2 separate regions of the Rattus norvegicus genome follow, and region 2 is linked to region 1. The links are chromatin contacts, called in public Hi-C maps. All regions are on one chromosome and are shown on one strand. Each heading gives the region's core, a stretch centred on a gene start, on an enhancer-like site or on the middle of the called end of the contact. The rest is flanking DNA. Distances are from core to core; before and after follow the strand shown. Region 1 overlaps Bcas3 (BCAS3, microtubule associated cell migration factor). Region 2 holds the start of Tbx2 (T-box transcription factor 2).

Evidence for each region. Hi-C and Micro-C count contacts between places; a contact is called where the count stands out from the background.
Region 2: a contact with region 1 is called in a Hi-C map of psoas muscle, with 2.6 times the contacts expected there. The contact joins the promoter of Tbx2 here to the enhancer-like site in region 1. A contact is called at or near these places in 3 of 12 Hi-C or Micro-C datasets (the A7r5 cell line, prefrontal cortex and psoas muscle).

Annotation. Positions count from the first base shown.
Region 1 is chr10:71,054,633-71,059,625 of GRCr8, forward strand. The region is part of intron 24 of Bcas3 (BCAS3, microtubule associated cell migration factor); the gene reads left to right. All of the region lies in intron 1 of LOC134480843 (large ribosomal subunit protein eL21-like), which reads right to left. It overlaps LOC134480844 (a long non-coding RNA gene), which reads left to right. Exons shown (of 2, transcript XR_010055718.1): 1 at 1-4,993. Among named protein-coding and RNA genes, the nearest start is that of Tbx2, 120 kb to the right of the region's middle. Within about 2 kb of position 3,044, at least 21 of the 93 cell types and tissues checked have an H3K27ac peak or open chromatin away from gene starts, as enhancers often do.
Region 2 is chr10:71,175,410-71,180,736 of GRCr8, forward strand. Tbx2 (T-box transcription factor 2) reads left to right here and starts at 1,673. Exons shown (of 7, transcript NM_001401806.1): 1 at 1,673-2,372; 2 at 3,439-3,706; 3 at 4,745-4,891. The coding sequence starts at 1,978. The region is part of intron 1 of LOC134480843 (large ribosomal subunit protein eL21-like); the gene reads right to left.

The sequences.
Region 1 (4,993 bases), core at 1,794-4,293:
TCTCTCTCTCTCTCTCCCTCTCTCTCTCTCTCTCTCTCTCTCTCTCTCTCTCTCTCTCTCTGTGTGTGTGTGTGTGTGTGTGTGTGTGTGTGTGTGTGTGTGTGTGTCCAACCACACTTAATGTTCTTGAAACTTCCTTTTGGGAAGACCCAAGGCATTCAGCTTCACTCCCACCAAGATTCTCAACTGAAAGCAGACGAGGAAAGTTTAAAAAGTTCCCACCCCACCCAAACCAAGGTAATTAATATGAGCAGCAGCAGCAGCAGCCACTGTAGAAGGGAAGAAGGTTATGAACTGGGCTGGTGTTATCCTTGGGTGCAGGGAGAAGCTTTAAGGAAAGGTCATAACTTGGACCCTGGAGAGAGATGTGTCTTCATGGCTGAACGTATTTCTAATTCACTTGTCTTCTTCAGCATGTATGTAAAAAAACAGGTTATTAAAAGAAGAGAAGAGAAGAAAATCTAATTTAAAACACAAATTCTAAGGTGGTATACTGCAGGCCTGTAATCCCAGCAGAAGGGAGGATTAGTTTGGAGCCAGCCTTGGCCACAGGTTAAGTTTGGCAAGCTTGGTAGCGTGAGACTCTGCCTCAGAACAACAACAGTAAAACTGATGTAAACAAACACACGTTCTAGTGATTTGAAGCCTAGATTTATAAGCAAGAGCTCTTTAATACACTATGAATGAGTATAGCCCTCAGGTCTACTGAGCCGTTGGGCAGATCCGAGTGCTTTTATGAAACAGGAAGAGAGAAGAGGCTCTGCTTGGGAAAACAAGGCCTAGCTGAGCACCTCTCTTCTGTGTCACGGTCTGATGCCTAGGCGAGTGCCAGAGACCTCAGAAGCAGAAGGTGATGGATACAACCAAGGAAGAGAAAGAAAGCAGCCTCCCGTAAGACCACTGCAGGCCACTCCCAGCAATGAGTTCCTATGAGCACACGGGTTGGGCCAAGAGCTGGTGATCTGGAAGCCAGGCTGAGCTCCAGATATTAAGAAACATTCAGCTCTGCAAGAGTTAATGACCTCAGATTCTGCTCCCCAACCCAAAAGTGAGTGCGGGCCAGATAATCACTAGGGATGTCTTTTTGGTTCAAGGAACCTGTGAAGCTTGCCTTTGAAAAGGAGTCCTCCTCTATTGGCTGATCTCAGAAGACTTCTATAACTGACGGCTACCTTGAGATGCTTCAGAGCAGGGCCCTCTTCATGCTAGAGATGACTCCAGAGCCCAACACACAGTTCCACCACTGCTTCCACTCCCTGACCCTACCCCAGCAAACTCTTAGCCCATTTCCTATACACCAGTCTCAGATCACTAGTACAAGATCTAGGTATTGTAAGCCCAGTTAGAAGGCAAAACAATCAAACTCTGGGCTCCCACACACACTGGCATGTGACCTGACTTTCCAAAGATCTGTCAGCCTAGTGGTAGGCTGGTGAAGATTATGTGGATATTAGGTCCAGATCTAATGAATTTAGGATTCGGTACTGGAAAAGACTGGATCCTGGTGCATCCGAGACTTTGCTTGTGAAGCCTCCGGAGTTGTTGACTGATGTGTTAGTCTCCTGGGACAGGGCTGCACACTTGGGAAAGTAGCAGGAGCATCAGATCTCCTCAGGTCATCTGCCCCCATAAAAACGCCATGGCAACTAGGAAAAGGCTGGACCGCTGGGTTCCCAGCAAGACTGGGTTATTGTACAAAGCCACCCAGTCCATCTTTGTTTATGGGACTCGTTTTCGGGCACACGTGTTTTATAGTGAGGCGGAGACTGTAAAGAAGCTATTTATAATGAAGACCCTAAATATGTGAGCGTCATATTAAGCTTGATCTAAAGGAACTTCCCATGGGTGGCAGTTTAGGAGAAAAGGGAGCAAAGGATGAGAAAGGGGGGTGGGGGGGACAACTAATAAAAATAGCTGAGATCACTCAACAGTTATCAGGAAACAGATACTACAGTTTTATAACATGAAGTCCTAAAAGTATATGCACTCTTAAAAGGCAATTAAAACGTATGCTCCACAGCTATAAAACATTTTCTTTTCATCTGCAACATAGAGGGCAGATTACAACACATTAATAACGTTTTGTTTAGAGTTCAGTTTCTGATGGTTTCCAAATGTAGTCTGTGTAGATTAACCAGAAGGAGTCCAGTTCCCTTTTTTAAGAGGGCTTGTAAAGGAAAGCAATGTGGTAAGATTGTTATGAAAAGAGAGTGTATTTAGGAAATAGCACTTAGCAGGGTCTCTCTGAATGGCTGCCAGGTCAGGAAGCTGAAGTGCAAGGCTTGGCCCTTGTTCAGCCCCCCCAGTTCCAGCTCCTTGACCACACAGTACGTCAGGAGCATGTCACAAGCCAGCCAGGAAGGCTTAGCCCCGCCCCTGGACCAGCTTGGCACAGCAGCTTTCACATAACCCAGGGCTCCAGAGGGGCCAGAGGCAGGCATTCCAGGGCCACGGGAACAAGCAATTTTTAAAATAGAAATGAAGAACTTTTTTTAAGCCTGGGAATTAAACAGTTCCTAGGTCCTTATGGAACAGGGCCCCTTGTGTAGAGTGTCAGGGGTAAAAAGGTCCCTAAAGGTTATCTAATTCTCGGTCCTCATTCCGAGGCAGTGACATGGGAGCAGTCCTGAAGTCCCTATCCCTGAGTTCTCTGGCTGTTAGACTCACTGTCACTGGCCTCAGTCTCATGTCCTCTGAGTTCAGGAGCCAGCCTCACTGCTCTCCCATCCTCTCTCTCCCTCTTGGTTTTGACTCTAGGTGTCCGTCCATCCCATGCTGTACCTACAACCTTTGTAACGACTCAGAGTCTCAGCCTTAGCTGCTTCTACAAACCATGCTGTCAGCATCCGCTTCACTGTTAGCAGGACGGTGAAACACGCGCATGCTTCAGTTCCAGTTCCTTGCTCCATATGAACCTGTTGTTAGTAATGGCATTCAGGTTGTTTCATGTTTGTGATTTTCACTACTGTTAACTTGTGCAGTTGCTGTAGTTAGAGTCACCTTTAGGAATGTGGCCTTGTGAATGCCAGGGTTGCCTAAGGTAGAGTAAAAAGGTCACAAGCCACCAGAAGTCTAGACCAATGCTGCCAGGAACCCTGCGGTTAGATGCCAGATGCCAGCTGAGGAACCTGGATTCCCAGGGGTCCTCCTCCCTGTTGCTGTCCTGTTTGGTTCCAGGGTTAACTTTGTTCATGCGTTTCACTGAAATAGGCCTTGGAGCTGTGGGGTATCTTTTGTAATTCATTCTCCTTGGCTTCCTTGCGATCTGGCTTTACTTTTGCTAGCCTACTTTGGTCATTGGATGGAATCTTGTCTAATTTACATATAAAAGGAACTCTGTTGATGAAAGAGCCTTCAGCTAATAGGCCTGAGACCTAAATCCTGTAGGCTTTCTTCTCTGTTTGGCCCACTGGGACCCTAGTTAAAATCGCAGTTGTGCCCTTGTTCCTTAGTCAACCTAGAGACAACCCTGCTGGAAAACTCAAGAGAGCCAGCCGCCTTCCTCGTAGGTTATTAGGGAACAATCCCCTATAAAAGTTAAGTGGATGTTTTTCATTTAAAACCTTGAAGAGGCTTAGCCCTGCTGGGTTGCTGCCGGCCTCCCTCAGCAGGACCCTGGAGGCCTGTGGTAATAACCCTACTCTGAAGATGACTTAACTTTCTAGCTGCTATGGCCAGCATATTTCTTTTTAAATACAAGACTCACGGGTTTAGAAAGTAGAATTGTTACCTCAGTCGATACCTGGGTGACCTTCCCTTTGGACTCCTATCCCTCTGCCACTACCTGACAGCGGGGGTCATAACAAAGCCATCATTTACCTAAAAAAAAAAAAAAAAAAAAAGTCAACTACAAGCTCATGTGACTTCAGTAAGAACATTTTTAATCTTAAATCATTCAGTTCCTGTATTTTGCCTGGTCACAGTGAAATGACCCTATTTTGTCACCTCGCTTTTTTCTCCCTGATACCTTCCTCTGTGGGCCTCTTGTTTCATTACAATAATCTGAGTTTGTTCTGAAGGCACTGGTGAACGTTTTTTCTCAAAAACTTGTCTCAAGGAAGCACAATGACTTATTGAAGTTTCATATGTTACTTGCTCTCAACTCCCAGAGATCAGCAAAGATCCTTCACCTTTTTCTCCACCCCAGACGTGGATGAAAATATCAGCAATTCCTGTCTTCTGTCACTTGTCACAAATACTTTCCCAAGCTAATCTCACTTAGGATTTGCCAAGGAACAGAACCAAAGCACAGGGGGTCACTACTCACCTCTGGGTTCCCTTTCACAAGGTAAGAAGAGACTGAGGTTAGACATGCCGCAGAGACCCTGAGCCTGGAGGAACTGGAGTAGTTTGTAATCCCAGCAGCCGGGACACAGAAGCTTGGCCCACAGGTCACAAGCCTGCCCAGGTGTTACTGACATACTGTCTCTAAGAGTCGGGGTGGGAGGAGGGAAGGACAGTTGGATGAGCTGGACCAAACTGCTTCCCTAGCTGCCCTCTATTTAGTTTCTACATTCTGCTTTCCTATGTTTCTTCTCCATGCCACTGTCTCCAAAGCATGCATGCAGCTACCAAGGAGACAGAGACCTCGTCTCCATACTTCTGCGCCCACAGTGGTCATATCCTCATGAGCAAGGAGTAGGTGTCAGCCCTGAAATCAGAGAAGGCTTGGCTCTGTGCTTCTCTCTGGGTGCTTTACTGCTGTGTCTGTAGAGAGTGAAGCTTTTCCAACAGAAAGGTCGGTCTTCGGAATTCTTTTATAGACTGTTTTAGCCATACTGTGTGTAGGGTTCAGAGACTTGAGGGTTTCTGCTGTAGCTGCTTATGTGGGAAACGCACCACAGCGTTCCTTTCCCTGAGCTGTTTGTGGTAACATCCTAGCAATTTGTTTAGATGTTCAGTGAATGGTACCTTATTATTTTATTAAGTGATGGGGTTTAACTTGAAGGAAACTTGAGTTCTTGATGGTTTTCTTGGCAAGCTACTGTATACA
Region 2 (5,327 bases), core at 423-2,922, 120 kb after region 1:
ACCTAGTGGGGCAGGCGCGCACAGGGCTATGAAGAATTACAAGCTCCTGGTGGTTGGCTCAGATGTATAGGAAAAAAGGTCGTGGAGGCCAAACGACTCCTGCTGGTTTCAACCCCGTACTGCCGGGGGCGACTAGCTTTTAAACGCCTTTCTGGGCGGTCAGCTACCAAGTGCCCGGAGACCTGGTGTACGTAGCAGAGGGGCGAGCTGCCTGGGCCACTGATGAGCGAGCACAGGGCACCCACCATGCGAGCACAGGGCAGAATTTGCTTATACTGGTTGGGTGGGTGGGAGGGTCCACTGTGGCTAGTGCATACCCTGCCTCCCCTCCCCAACAAGCACAAGGGTCGGAGCACCAGCCATAAATGGGCAAGTGTATGATCTTTTTACTCTGGACACACCTGATTATGGCTCTCAATGTGTACGGAGGGCACCACACTGGACACAAAATACACACACACACACACACACACACACACACACACACACACACACACACACACGAAGATGCATTGGGGCCGTTGCCAGAGAGCAAACGAAGACTGATTGTCGAAAGGGGTGTTCACACATGCTGGCAGACACCTCGATTCCCACCCGCATTACTCAGCATTCCTGAACTAGGGGGCCTTGAGCTTCCAAAAGACGGAAACAAACTCTAGAGAAGTAACTGGAGGTGAAGGAAAGATGCCAGTGTTTAGGAAGAGATAAGCTTGCATCTCCAATACCGGATGCGGCGAAAATTCGTTCTGGCGCGTGTGGAGAATCTGAGTTCTAGGATCGGCTAGCGCGGTACCGCCTTGGGCTCTGTAGAAGGTGCGCTCACCTATCTGGCCCCAAGGATCCATTCCCCAACTCGCCAGAAGGTTTTGACTTAGGACCTGACACATACCTACTTTAGGCTAAATGCCGGCCTGCCTGTAACCCCAGTTCCTGAGTCTATGAGGGGAGGAGCAGGTGAGGAGGGGGGGGTCCCTTCATTTCTCCAGTGCAAGGCCGCGTCCCGCTCCCGCCCGTGCCGGCCCCATCAGGGTTCTGCCGTGGCTCCCCACTCACCGGCTCCGGCCACCTGATTTCGGCTCCGGGACCTCGGTCGCCCGAGCCTCCTGACTTGCCCGCCCACCGGCCTCGCTTTCCAGTGCCCGCAGCCTCCCTCCGAAGTGCATGGACCCGGGGCGGTGACCGGGAGTGGGGTGGGAGGCCAGGCTGGGGCGCAGGCCAAAGCGGCCGGGACTCCCGGCGCGGGAGGGAAAGGGCGCCCCCTCTCCTCTCCCGAACGTGTCAATGCTTTGCACTTGGGGCCGGCATGCGGCTAGGGGTCCTTCCCCAAGGCCCTGGGATCCGGGCGCCCCCTGCCTCAGGCCCTTTCGGCGGGTCAGATCGGCCCTCTGCGCTTTCCAGCCCTCGCCCAGGCAGCGGCCGGCGCGGACGACGAGGTGGGGGCCAGGCCAGGGGGAGGGGTCTCGGGGCCCGCCGGCCCGTCATTGGTTAATATTTTATTCTGTTGACATGTTTTCTTACTGCTGAGGCTTCCGACACCTTCTCCCTGGCCCCCCCTCCCGTCCAGAGCTTGGCCTGAGCTGTCAAAACCCCGCCCCCGGAGACCCACAATTGGTCCAAAAAGCGTAAAATCAGCAATCAAGGGGGGCCTGGCTCGTTAGCGCAGGGGATCCGAACAGGGCAGGACATGTGAGATAGTCACAGTTTTCCAGAGATCAGGACAAGATCTAACCAGTCGCGCGTGGTCCCCGGCGCCGGAGTCGGCCAGCCCAGCCCAGCCCCGCGCAGAGCCCCCTCCGCCCCCGCGTCCAGAGCCCCGCGCCCCTTGAGGTGCGCGGGACGGGGAGCCGGGAGAAGCCGCTGCCGCGCCCGCCGCCCGGGCCGTCTGTCCTCCGCGCGCGCCGCCGCCCGGGCCGGGGGTCCGAGGCGCGCGCCCCCGGCCCCGGCCCCGGCTCCCGGGTGCCTGGGCCGGATGTCCCGATGAGAGAGCCGGCGCTGGCAGCCAGCGCCATGGCTTACCATCCGTTCCACGCGCCACGGCCCGCCGACTTCCCCATGTCCGCCTTCCTGGCGGCAGCGCAGCCCTCCTTCTTCCCGGCGCTAGCGCTGCCGCCCGGCGCGCTGGCCAAGCCTCTGCCCGACCCGGGCCTGGCGGGGGCGGCGGCCGCGGCTGCAGCGGCGGCGGCGGCAGCCGAGGCGGGGCTGCACGTCTCGGCACTCGGCCCGCACCCGCCCGCCGCGCATCTGCGCTCGCTCAAGAGCCTGGAACCCGAGGACGAGGTGGAGGACGACCCCAAGGTGACGCTGGAGGCCAAGGAGCTGTGGGACCAGTTCCACAAGCTGGGCACCGAGATGGTCATCACCAAGTCCGGGAGGTAGGGTGGCCGGGAGACCGGCGGGCGGGAGGGCTCGGGGATCGGACAGCACCCACCAGCACTGGGCCGATGCACTCTAGGCTCTCCACGCTCCGGCCCTGGCGCCACGCTCTTCTCCACAGACAAGCAAACTGACTTTTTTTTTTTCGTTTGACTCCGGAGCGAATTAAAAAAGAAAAAGAAAAGCAAACACCTCTCGATTGAAATAAAACGAAAACACTCTCCTAAAGAATATTCCTAACCTTTCTGAGTCTCAAAGCCTCTGTGGCTCGACTCTGGAGGGGCTCCTCCGCCCCTTGCGGTCTCGCTTTTCTGTATCCCGGTCGGTCTCCGAGTTCCTAAGAGAAGGAACCTTACCCGGATTCTCCACCGATCACCGGAGTCCATAATGTGACTAGCATCCCGACTCCTGCTAGCTCCAGACCGACCACTTGATTCTGGCAGAGAGTTGTTGAGCCCACAGCTAGGCCTTGGAGAGAATCTTGCTTGTCCTTGGAGCTTGGAGCTCTGGACCAGTCACCTCTTGAGGCCTTAAAGCCAGGAGAAAAACACAATCCCCAATCCTCCCAGCACTGAAAGTCCAGGCCTCGGGTTCACCCTGTTCCCCCGAAATTCTAGGCTAAGGTTCCCTGATTAAGGTTCTAAATCGTTTCCCCAGACAAAGACCTTGCTAGTTTATTTCTTTGAGCCTGTCCCAATAGTTTATTTCCTCTCTACGAATCTCTGGGCCATTCAGAAAAACCCAGGGTATCTCTAAAGGGCCTAGTTTCCTTTCCTGGGCATCAACCCTCATCTCGGATCAGAGTGGAGGAAAGGTTCCCAGATCTGAGTGCAAAACTAATCCAAGACTTTACAAAACAGGGTCTGGCCGGCAGAAAGGAGATGTTTCGGGAGTAACAAACACAGGTCGGGTCTTCCTGGTAGCACTAGGAGCACAGCACAAGTAGAGGACATAGATGGGGAACATAGATGGGGAGACTTCAGGCAGGGTGTCACACCACGGGGAAGGCAAAGGGGCCAAGAAGACCCGGGTCCCAATGGCATATCCCCCTTCCCTCCCTCCGAGGCGGATGTTCCCCCCCTTCAAGGTGCGAGTCAGCGGCCTGGACAAGAAGGCCAAGTACATCCTGCTGATGGACATTGTGGCTGCCGATGACTGCCGATATAAGTTTCACAACTCGAGATGGATGGTGGCAGGCAAAGCCGACCCCGAGATGCCTAAACGCATGTACATCCACCCGGACAGTCCGGCCACGGGGGAGCAGTGGATGGCCAAGCCCGTGGCCTTCCACAAACTGAAGCTAACCAACAACATTTCTGACAAGCATGGCTTCGTGAGTGTGGGCAGGTTGGGAAGACAGTGAGAACCCGGGTGCAGTTGAGTGGGTAGAAGGAGGCTAGAGGATTTCAGGAGGGAATCATCGGTTGAACCCCTGGAGCGGCCCTGTCTGAGTCACTGCTCTGTGGCCCAGGTAAGCTGGGCCTAGGCTTCCAGAGTCCTGTTCTGCAAGCCTGAGGAAAAGTATGTAGACAGTTTGTGGAAAGCTCCAGGCTGCTCTCAACCTCAGTTAATTTCTGACAGAATTTTGAGAGCCCCTCCTAGAGTCAAGAGGCAAGTGTTAATGGGTCAAGCTGCCCTGGGTCCTGTGGAGGTCACCCTGCTGAGGATGTGTAGACCCAGGGTTTGGACAACCTGCCATGGCTTCCTCCTGTAGCTAACCTTTACTACCATTAGGAAATCCAGAAATTAAATCTGCCCTCATCCAGCCTTCGGGAGATCTTCCCTCCATTAAGGCGGATGCCCAGGCATGGAAAATAAGGAGGGACTCCCCATTTCTGACTGAGCCAAGGTCCTAGCAAGTGCTAGGGAGTTCCTTGGGCAAAGAGAATCTCCTAGTGCATTATAGCTAGCCCTTAAGCACCCCTACACACACACACACACACACACACACACACACACACACACACACCACAATACACACACAATACACACCACACACACACACACACACACACACACACACACACACACACACACTTTCTTTCCTTAGTATCTCAGGACCCAGTAATGCCAGGGAAAAGTGAGGTCAACGAATGGGGATGGATTTTATTTGTTTGTTTCTGTTTTGTTTCATTTCTTTTTCCAACTGGGAGTTGTAAGAGAAAGAAAGAGTAGCTGTGAAAAGGGGGGGGGGGAGCATGAGAAAATATAAAATGAAGTGCAGGTGAACAAATGAACAAAAAAAAAAACAAGAGAGAGAGAGAGAGAGAGAGAGAGAGAGAGAGAGAGAGAGAGAGAGAGATCAGTCCAATAGCAGAAAGCTTTAGGCCTAGGGCAGGGAACTGCAGGCTGAACCTCTTGCTCCTCACAGACCATCCTGAACTCCATGCACAAGTACCAGCCGCGCTTCCACATCGTGCGAGCCAACGACATCTTGAAGCTCCCATACAGTACCTTTCGCACCTATGTCTTCCCAGAGACTGACTTCATCGCTGTCACTGCCTACCAGAATGACAAGGTGTGCTGGGGGTAGGGGGGAGTGGACTTGGCCCCTGCATCCATCTACATCCCCCCCCCAATATTTACAGTCTCCAACCCTCCCTTCAAACCCACCTGGTAGCAGCAGCATCGCAGAGAGCTTCAAGTACTCACCGCCCACTCAGATTCAGAAGAGCAGCACCCACATAAATCCCCCGGGCTCCCCCTCATACCCACACAGACACACTCCCCTGAGGCACTCAAACAGCTGGGCCGGAGTTGGAGTGGAGATGTTTACTTAGCAATTAGTAGAGACTCAGGCTCCCGCTGACATTTTTACATTTTATTCCTTCATTTCTTGGCTCAGGACTGGGAATCTAAATGAAAAGAGGGCGCCTGGGGCAATCTGCCCAAGCTCTACAGATGCTAGGAACTCAGGGTCCAATTTTTACTCTCCAAGGGAGCCAAAGAGTGGG